Linked DNA regions of Mus musculus: all the other regions are linked to region 1. The links are chromatin contacts, called in public Hi-C and HiChIP or PLAC-seq maps. All regions are on one chromosome and are shown on one strand. The core of a region is the stretch at or near the end of the contact, and the rest is flanking DNA. Distances in the headings are between cores, read along the strand shown. Region 1 has its middle 760 kb from the start of Gm30774. Region 2 has its middle 66 kb from the start of Klhl25. Region 3 holds the start of Mrps11 (mitochondrial ribosomal protein S11).

Evidence for each region. Hi-C and Micro-C count contacts between places; a contact is called where the count stands out from the background. HiChIP or PLAC-seq counts read pairs in DNA pulled down with a chosen protein or histone mark.
Region 2: a Hi-C map of stem cell-derived neural stem cells shows a contact between it and region 1, with 2.4 times the contacts expected there. The contact joins two enhancer-like sites. A contact is called at or near these places in 9 of 484 Hi-C or Micro-C datasets (the N1E-115 cell line, cerebellar granule neurons, cerebellum and 5 more) and 2 of 115 datasets of contacts at active chromatin or transcription factors (oligodendrocyte precursor cells and stem cell-derived neural progenitor cells).
Region 3: a contact with region 1 is called in an H3K27ac HiChIP or PLAC-seq map of stem cell-derived neural progenitor cells, with 10 times the contacts expected there. The contact joins the promoter of Mrps11 here to the enhancer-like site in region 1. A contact is called at or near these places in 3 of 39 promoter capture datasets (frontonasal cranial neural crest, hippocampal neurons and pre-B cells) and 2 of 115 datasets of contacts at active chromatin or transcription factors (embryonic forebrain and stem cell-derived neural progenitor cells).

The regions. Positions count from the first base shown.
Region 1 is chr7:77,131,850-77,134,711 of GRCm38.p6, forward strand. No RefSeq gene overlaps it. Among named protein-coding and RNA genes, the nearest start is that of Gm30774, 760 kb to the left of the region's middle. Within about 2 kb of position 1,337, at least 86 of the 459 cell types and tissues checked have an H3K27ac peak or open chromatin away from gene starts, as enhancers often do. A contact at or near this core is called in neural progenitor cells, oligodendrocyte precursor cells, stem cell-derived neural progenitor cells and 1 more, where this site is marked.
Region 2 is chr7:75,912,501-75,915,524 of GRCm38.p6, forward strand. No RefSeq gene overlaps it. Among named protein-coding and RNA genes, the nearest start is that of Klhl25, 66 kb to the left of the region's middle. Within about 2 kb of position 1,626, at least 36 of the 459 cell types and tissues checked have an H3K27ac peak or open chromatin away from gene starts, as enhancers often do. A contact at or near this core is called in neural progenitor cells, oligodendrocyte precursor cells and stem cell-derived neural stem cells, where this site is marked.
Region 3 is chr7:78,781,572-78,784,550 of GRCm38.p6, forward strand. Mrps11 (mitochondrial ribosomal protein S11) reads left to right here and starts at 1,560. Exons shown (of 6, transcript NM_026498.2): 1 at 1,560-1,852; 2 at 2,002-2,109. The coding sequence starts at 1,788. Mrpl46 (mitochondrial ribosomal protein L46) reads right to left here and starts at 1,518. Exons shown (of 4, transcript NM_023331.2): 1 at 1,236-1,518; 2 at 1-15. The coding sequence starts at 1,457.

The DNA of each region.
Region 1 (2,862 bases), core at 87-2,586:
ATTAAACACAGATAGACACGCTGTACAAAAGTAGGACACACATGTGTCTGGTACTTACAGCAGTAAAGAAGCATCCAGAAAAAAATAAAATAATAAAAAAAAAGCATCCTCTTTCCTAATCTCTAATTTCCAGAAGCAGCCTTGTTTCTTTTTCTCTCCATGGCCTGTAGAGGTCAGAAAAGGGCCTTGCTTTCCAATCACTGGCTGTCCTCTGTCCCCATTAGAATTCGCCTGGGTATGTATAATTAAGCCAGCTGAGGCTCAGCACATAGAAACGGAAACGCATTGACTTTAATAAAACAGAGTGTAAAACAAGTTGAGATTGACTCTAGCCTTGTTTACTCTCGCATACTTGTAATAGTGGTCGGTATATTCCCAGTCAAAGAGACCATCGTCCTGGGAACTGAAGCATGTCCTTTCATTGCGACTGCAGCCTGTCCTAACAGGCAAGACACACTAGCTCAGTGCTCCTGGCTCACTGGAAACAAAAATTAGAAAGAAAAAAAAAAGTAAGTTCTGTTTCTTAAGGGAAAAGAGGCAATGACAAAGAGAAAGTGGGCACCATGAAACGCAGTCCCACGGATGTTCTTACCATTTTGTTTGATTTATTTTTTTCATGGTCACAAGGAAATTGGGAATCCAGAAAAAACAATGATAGCCAGACTCAAAATGGGGCAGGCATTTCGGCGAAACTAAGTAAGTAGCGTTGTTCAACGGGGAGTTTTGAAAGCCAAGATGTCATGATATTGGCATGCTACTTCATGGATGGACTTTCGTTTCTCTAGGTCTCAGTTTCCCCATTGAAAACCGAGGACCTAGATCAGATGAAAGCAAACATCACTAACATTTCTACCATTCACAAGCATGGCATTGGATGCCCTGCAGAGACCGCTACTCAGAGACTGCAGACTGGCTGGGCCAGTGAAGAGGCAGCATGAGGCAACTCACACTGCTTCTCTGTCTGGAGAGGATGGAGTCCAGAGCTGGACAATGATCCTTTCAGAGCTGAGAGTGATGCCCTTGACACCTTGCCAATACCCAGCAGAATAAGAGCTTCCGAAATTGGGGCTAAAAATAAATAATGAAACCAAGTGACAACATAAACAGAAAGAAAGAACAGAGCGCGGACTTGAGTCAGCAAACTTGTGAACAGGATAGAGAAGAATCAAATTCATTTTCATCTCTGTTGATTGGCTGGTTAGGTGGCTGGACTCTTAGAATTCAAATCATAGTTAGTGATGTGTTTGATGCCACCCTGGGGGAAGGAGGAAGAGGGCTGAGCAGAGGCGTGGCCGCTCGCTCCCTCTCTCTCTGGTCCATTTCCTTTCTGTGGCATAGTTGGCCCCTTCCTTCTAGCTGTCTTTTTGTTGGTTGTTCAAAGAAAGAGCTCTTACACAGTCCTTCCCCTGTCTCTGGCCGCATCCTGGACCCAGGCCAGCTGCCCTCCTCGACCTCGTCTCTCAGCATTTGGGGCCCAGCTTCCTCTTTGCCTTTCTGAAGCACACACCGCATTTTAATCCAAAACGACTTTCAGATCTGACTGTTTGGGGCAGGACGTGTGCAAGAGGTTTCAGGAAAGGGAGCTCATAGCTGTTGGGTCTGTTTCATACTCAAACCAGTCTGCACTTTCATGTGGTATGCGAAGAAGCAGCAGACATTTAACAACCACAGGGGAAACTGGACCAATTCTCTCTATAAGCCCTATTAAGTTCATCCAGGTCTCAGTTTCCAAAGCTGTAGATTCAGACCTGGAGGAGACTCTCCTTCCCCATTCCATTGTATACATTTAGGTATATGCAAATGTGAGCATGACTAGGCCAAAGAAACCTTCTGTGAATCAGACAATAATGTACATTAAATATTTGGAGGTGTACACTAGCAGAAAGGAAAGGAAGAAAGTCTCCCAGTGTGGCTGGGGAATCAAGAGCCTCTGAAACATCCTATGTAACATGAAAATACAATGTCTAATATTTACTTCTAGATTGTGTCTTATTTGGGGTGGGTAATCTCACATCGTCTCATGTCTAGCCTTTGAACTCTCCAATTAGTTTCCTTGAGCTCCAAACAGCTAAGCTCTAAAGATATCTGAAGTAGATAAAATATGAGATTGTTTAATTTGGATGAAAACAGGTGAGACCTTCAAGGAATCCTAAGCAGGTAGAGGAAGTTTGAATACTTTGTTTCTAAAACATTAGAGATCAACTTTATAATACTTTAGAAATGATAAGACATTGGCAGAAATCCTTATCATCAATCCATTTGTGGGTTAGATCTTATCAACTCCCAGAGACTTTTGGGATCAAGTCACTCTGGTTATCCCATATTAAGATGATACACCAACAGTGGCACTACCCACCAATGCATGTTGAGTGGTTGCTAAAGAGACCAACTTAGTATCTATAGTATGTATACTTACTGTCTCCATTTCCCCCCAGAGACCAATAATATTGTAAAGAATGTTGTTTAGGGACAAAGATGCCTGTTTTCCCATGTTATTTCCCAACCCCACCCCAGAGGCAAATTTACTTTTATGCATTTTTCTTCAAATTAAGTTAGAAATGGATCTGTGATTTTCATCATCTCATTTGCAAACTTTTTCAAGATCGATCACTTTCCCATGTGCCCATCAATCTTGATTTTTCTTGGTCCTCCATTCCATATTTCTAAAGGAAAAGGCCCACTGGCATTTTGATACAGTTCTTTTATGAGTTGATGGTGGTAGTAGGTGCTGTGAGTGGAAAATGTGAGAAACACTATATGGTTTTCCCCAAATGTTCAGAGCAACATTCTAAAAGATGAACATTAATTTCAAACAGAGGTTAAGTAAATATCATAGAAGAAACAGTTCTAACAAAACCACGT
Region 2 (3,024 bases), core at 376-2,875, 1.2 Mb before region 1:
CTCAGCTAGAGCACCTGGGTTTGACTTCCAGCATGCACATGGTGGCTCACAGTCACCTGTAACCCCTAGCCACTCACTTGGGGCATAGTCACACAGATAAATTAAATATAAAAAAAAAATGAAAAAGTTTCTACCAAAAGTGCAATACTCAAGAAAAAGTGTTTTGAAAAGCTTTAATGGTAGATATGTATGCATACTAGATTTTATTATTTCTTAAATAATGAGATACACTGAACACAAAACAGTCTTCCAGGAAGAACACGGTAGAGACGAGAATTTCCCAGCCCTCACTGGGATACCACTCTGAAGTGGCACCGTTAACAATGCCTCTTGCTAGTATATACTTTCCCAAGTTTCTGATTATATTAAGAAAGACAGTAACGAAGACTAATTCGGCATTGTTCACAGATCCAGCTTGGGTTGTGCACATTTTATATCGTTTAGACTTCGAATTTCTTTCAGTTAGCTAGAATGTTAGAATTATGAAGGATGCTATAAACCCAAAATATAAGTGACTGTAAGGGAAATTCTGGGGGATGTTTAATAATCCTGTAAGAAATATGAGCTATGTAGTTCCAGGACGTTTAGCACTCCAGTGAATAAATAAAATATTGATAACATTTGTAGTCTTCTTTCCAAATCCCTGTATAGGTTGGTTATTTAAACTGATCCTCATGCTATATTTTTTAAAAATTAATCTCACATTAGGAAAAGATGGGAGGTCACATTCTTTTGCCTTCCAGGGAAGGTATCTTTGCCTCCATGATCTAGAGTAAGAATTTAGCATCTTCTCTCAGCGACATTTAACATCCAACACAATGGACTCAGAGAGGAATGGGAGCAAACATGAAATCAGGGTGGTGGATTTGGAGGCATTTTTCTTTGGAACCTTCTTGGACAACTCAGGCTTAAAGTTTTAAGGCACTGTAGGTAATTTCACTGTAGGTTGTTACACACTCAAAACCCACCCAAACTTCAGCCATACTTTTTAGTCATTAGAATTCTAATTGCCCTAGCTTATTTTCACTATTAGGATGCACCTGGGTAGGTGTTGGTTCTGAGACGTCCTGTTCCATCCTGGGAGGAGCTAGAGTGACCGCCTGGCTTTGCCATTCGTTAGAGACCCGGGAAACTGAAAATCTTTCTAGTCATCGTTTTTTTTTTTTTTTTTTTTTTTTTTTTTTTTTTCTTATTTGTGAGCTCTATGGTGACCACCACATTTCAGGATAAATGACTTGATACTCACGTGCCAAGTGTACCCTGTAATACTTTGCCTGTTTGCATGCTCCTTTGCAGGACCCTGCTTTAGGCTGTGTTTAGCCGTGCTTCCTGCTAGGCTTGTTCCAGATAAGGTAGCTTGCGAAGGCATCCTTAGTGCCTTGGGAATAGAGATAGAATGGTGGGCCTCTTGCTGAACGTCTTAAGCAGACATCCAGTGCGCTGAGTTATTCTTTCTTGGCCCTGAAGTTGTACTCTGCCTACGTGTACTTGTTTGCACTCCAAATCAGGGACAAGCTAGATCCCACAGGGTCCTAGACCACAAGCACAGGCAAGGGAGTGATGCCCTGCATCAAGCCTCCAAGACTGTGACAGTTCTGGGCTGACCTGTAGGGGGCAGCATCGTCGCGCTCCTCACTCCGGCCTTCCTTGGGCGTGGCTCCACTTAGTGCCCCAGGCTCTGCAGACAGCTGCAGCAGCTTTCAACAAACTGCACTTTCCTGGGGATGGCAGCTGCAGTCCCAGCTGCTTCCACTGCTGTGGTTGATCTCCTTCTCTGCCACCTCAGATCACACAAGCCTTTCTGCCACAGCCAGGGATCGCCTCCTTACAGAGCTCAGGGTCTGTCTGAGAACCTTGCTCCAAACTCTCTGTACCCTGATTTTCATTGCATTGAAAGTGTCAAGCGATCTCTTCATGCAATTTTTTTTTAGATAATAAATGCTTAAATTTATTGATCACCGAAATATAAATAAGTAACATTTCCTGATTCTTTTAAGATCAGTCATGTTTTCTAAATAACACCATGAAAAAATGTATTGAAATGAATTCATACAGAAATGTGGATGTCAAATATTTAACAAATCAGAGAAAAATGAATGATGCTTGGTTACTTGAATGACTCAGTGTATTGTTCTTAAACATGCATTACTTATAAAACTAGTAAAAACCCAAACAATATTCTGTAATTTTGTTTGTTACTAAAAAATTTTTATAAATTTAATTCTTAATCTTCAAAGTTATAAATTCTCAAATTTTATGGATTATAGGAAAATCTCAAGACCCCATAAGGAAAATTTTTCTTTTTTTTCTCTTCATGCAATTTTAAGCTTGTGAAGGGGAACAAATGCGTTTTATATTCCTCTGACCCACCATCGTCTCTGCTGGACAGCGTGAGCCCCTCAGACAGCAGGTAGCTTGGTGCACACAGGGCAGGCATCACTGTTTTTGCTGCTGATGGGGTGGGCAGGACAAGTGATAGAAATGTGGAACCAGGGGCTGCTCCATACCTGAGTTTCTCCACAGACCCAGTTGCTCCGCAACCCTCAGCAGCACAGATATTCCCAAGCGTCCCACTGTTAAGACCGACTTCCCAATGTCGGTTTCCATTTACCTTAGAGTTCATGGAAGTTAACCCATGTCTCCTGGCTCTCACTGTCCAGGAGGTGTGAATAGCCCACTCTGTCCCAGGAGCCTTTCAGACCTGAAGGACTCAGAGGAGAGTCAAATGGAGAAGCCCTGGCAGATGTCAGGCATCTCAGCTACTTGGAAGGCTGAGGTAAGAGGAGCCCTTGAGCCCAGGGCTGAAAGGCCTGCCTGTGCAGCATAGATGGATCCATCTCACAAACAAATGAGTGACTAAGCCCAGAGTCACAGGCAGATAAGAGTGGAAAGACCTAAAACCTGATCTGTTGCTATCCCTTTAGGGAACCTCAGGCCTTGGGGACAGCCAGGTCACTGAGGGTCACAGTAGGAACACAGTACAGCTCTGAAGCTGGGCAGGATGGGGACTTTCTGTGTCACTGA
Region 3 (2,979 bases), core at 310-2,809, 1.6 Mb after region 1:
TCTCTCTACCTCGATCTGGGAAAGGGAAAAGGAAAAGGAAGAAGAAAAAAAACAAAGCTTCTGTGACCTTGACAGGCTCAGACGTACAACTCTTAACACAATCAGAAATAGAATGAAACACTATACAGATTTAAAAAAAAAAAGCCCACTGGATTGTAAGTAGGCAGTAGGAGAACTTCATTAAGACTGTCAAGGAGAACAGAGGGCACTGAAGACCCACTTCCCACACACTAGGTCTACTCGTCTCTGATCAGCATCTATTCAAGGACTTTCCTGCCATGAAGACTTTCCAACATCCTTCTTCCTAGTCTCTCTTTCTCCTCATGCCATTTCTTCCAGATTTCTATCCATCCTTCTTATTTCAACTCAAATACCTCTTTCTCAGAAAGATATTCCTGGATACTTCTCAGGAAAATAAAACCTATGTGGTCCTGTGTAAAACTCTTCTAGTACTCTATGTTTTCCTTAATAGCACTTACCAAAGTCTATAATTAGTCATAAGACTGGTTACTGATTGTATCCCTAATTCCAGTACCTGGAAACTCTCTGCGAAGCAGAGCGATGTGCCTGTCACATCCACAACTGCCTATCACTTTGCACACAGACGCACAGTATTGGCTACGAATACCTTTATGGTGAAAGAAAAAGGACTACCAAAAAAAAAAAAAAAAGTCAAGTGAGTGAATACATTGAGCAAAAAGCACTGACGGGAGTTTCCATTAGTATTCTCCAGACAAAAGCCTTTTGGAGTCTAGGGATACGGAAGACCTTCCATCACTATCTCCTGACCCAACAGCAACAACACTTGGGTTTTTTGTCTTTCACAGAAATTGCTCCCTGAGGTAAAGCAAACTTTACCGCATTATCTTAAGGATGTGCCCACAGTCACCACGACTTTCGTCCTAACATCACAAACACTTCTCTATAGTCTGAGAGCTCCTAAGTTAAAGGGAGTGATTCCTGTTTGCCCCCGGATCCCTACAGTATTGAATGAACAAGAAGGAAGCTATCCACACCGAATGATCAAGAGAAAACAAGCCAACTAAACTCTTTCAACACCTGCTATATCCTAACCCAACTCAGTACGGTAACTTCATCTTGCAGATGTCACTAAAGGTCGAGAAATGAAACGTTTGCTCAAGGTCACACGAAGTACCAGAGTCTCCATGGAAATCAAGACCTCCTTGATACTGTTGCTTCCCTCCGCCGCACCAGGAAGCCCGTGACTGCCTTACCTGCTGTAATAGACCCGCCATCTCTTCCTGCAATGGAGTGAGCGCCTTGGTGATCAGCGGTGGCCGCTGCAGACACAAGGCGCCCGACAAGCGCCATGGAGACCGGCTGCTTGAGGACGCAGCCTCAAGGGACAAGCCACGAGAACTACCTGCCCAGAACCTGTCAAGCTGCCGCCAGCCTCTAGCCAGCCCTAAAAGAGTACGCCCTACGGGCGCCGCCATCTTTCTGTCTTCCCACAAGGTACCGCGGCGCCCGGCAGAGCCCTCAGCCAACCCCAGGTTCCCATGAGGCAACGCGGGCCGGCGAGGGGCGGGTTTACCGAGTGGAATGAACCATTCCCTTTGGGGGAGGTAGGTGAAATTCTAGTGTTAGACCACTAGAAAGGGGAAAGTTCCTACATAAATGGTTTTATAGAGCTTTAAATTTGAAGAAAAAATACTTACAGGACTATTTAAGAGCAATCAGGTGATTTCCTGTCTGTGAGCACCCCCACAGAGGCTCATGGTGCTGGCTCGAGCTAAGCCAAGCGCCGCGGAGGGTCAATTTCAGTCATGCAGGTTTTAAGAAACTCCGGGTCGTGGCTCCTGCGGTCCTGGGCTGGACATGGAATGACCAGGTAAGGATTACTCTTTCGAACCCACTGTCACTCTCGAGCCTGCCCGCCTACCTTCCTTCCAGACCTATGTGCCACTTGAACCCCCCAAAATACCGTTAATCCAGTCCCTCATCGTACTCTCTCTCTCTCTCTCTTTTTTTGCCCCCCAGGTTTGTGGGCATTGCCCCAGCTAAGAATATCCACACCGGAGCCCCGAGATTAGAAGACTCAGCTGCCAGGCAGAACACTGAAAGGGAAGCGGCTCCAAGTCGCTTCAGGTGAGGGTAAGTGGATGCAGCGCTCTGGAAAGTTGCATCCTGTGACTTCTGCCCGACACCGTCCAAAATCATAGAAAAAGTTAATTCCTGGCTGTCATTTGCCATCTGTGGGAGCTTGTGCAAATCAGCACACTATACGTGGAGATAATGCTTAGAGGGGTTGTTGGGAAAATAGAGGGATGAGCAGGGGCATAAGGTAGCTGTTCAATTAGCAACTGTTAGCTAAGTGTCCAATGTATATAAATACCAGCTTTCTTTTCCTTGTGAGATAAGCTTTAGATCCGACTAGCAGCTTTCTCTGCCTCCAACATAAAATGTCTTGAAGAACCACACTAACTGCACATCTAGATTGTGCCTTTCTTAATTTCGTGCCTAGCCCTGGGACCTGGCATCCTGCAGCATCCCACTAGTAGAAATACTTAATATGCAGGCGGTATATATGTTCACTTACCTTCACATCTGTTTAACAGTTACAAAAGCTACTACTACCTGTTGAGTACCAGGATAAATACAGGAAATATAGGTTATGTCTCCCCAGAAGTAGTACACAACTTGCAAAAACAACACACAGGCAAATGTATTAACCATAATCTGATCAAAAGGATAATAGAGGTAAGAACTGGCTGGACATTTAAGAGAGTAAGGCACACTTGAGGAATTCAGGAAAGACTAAGTACCGTGGACTGTGGAAGTGACTAGGATCTCAGCTGGACAAGATCATTGTGATCGTGGCAGGCAAGGGTAACGTCTGTGGAAAGGCAGGCTGTCAGAACTGGCTTGTGATGCCTCTAGAAAGGCATTTCGGAACCTGTGGGTTGCAACCCCTTTGGGGTTCCTAAGGCCATCAGAAAACACACATACATACGTTAC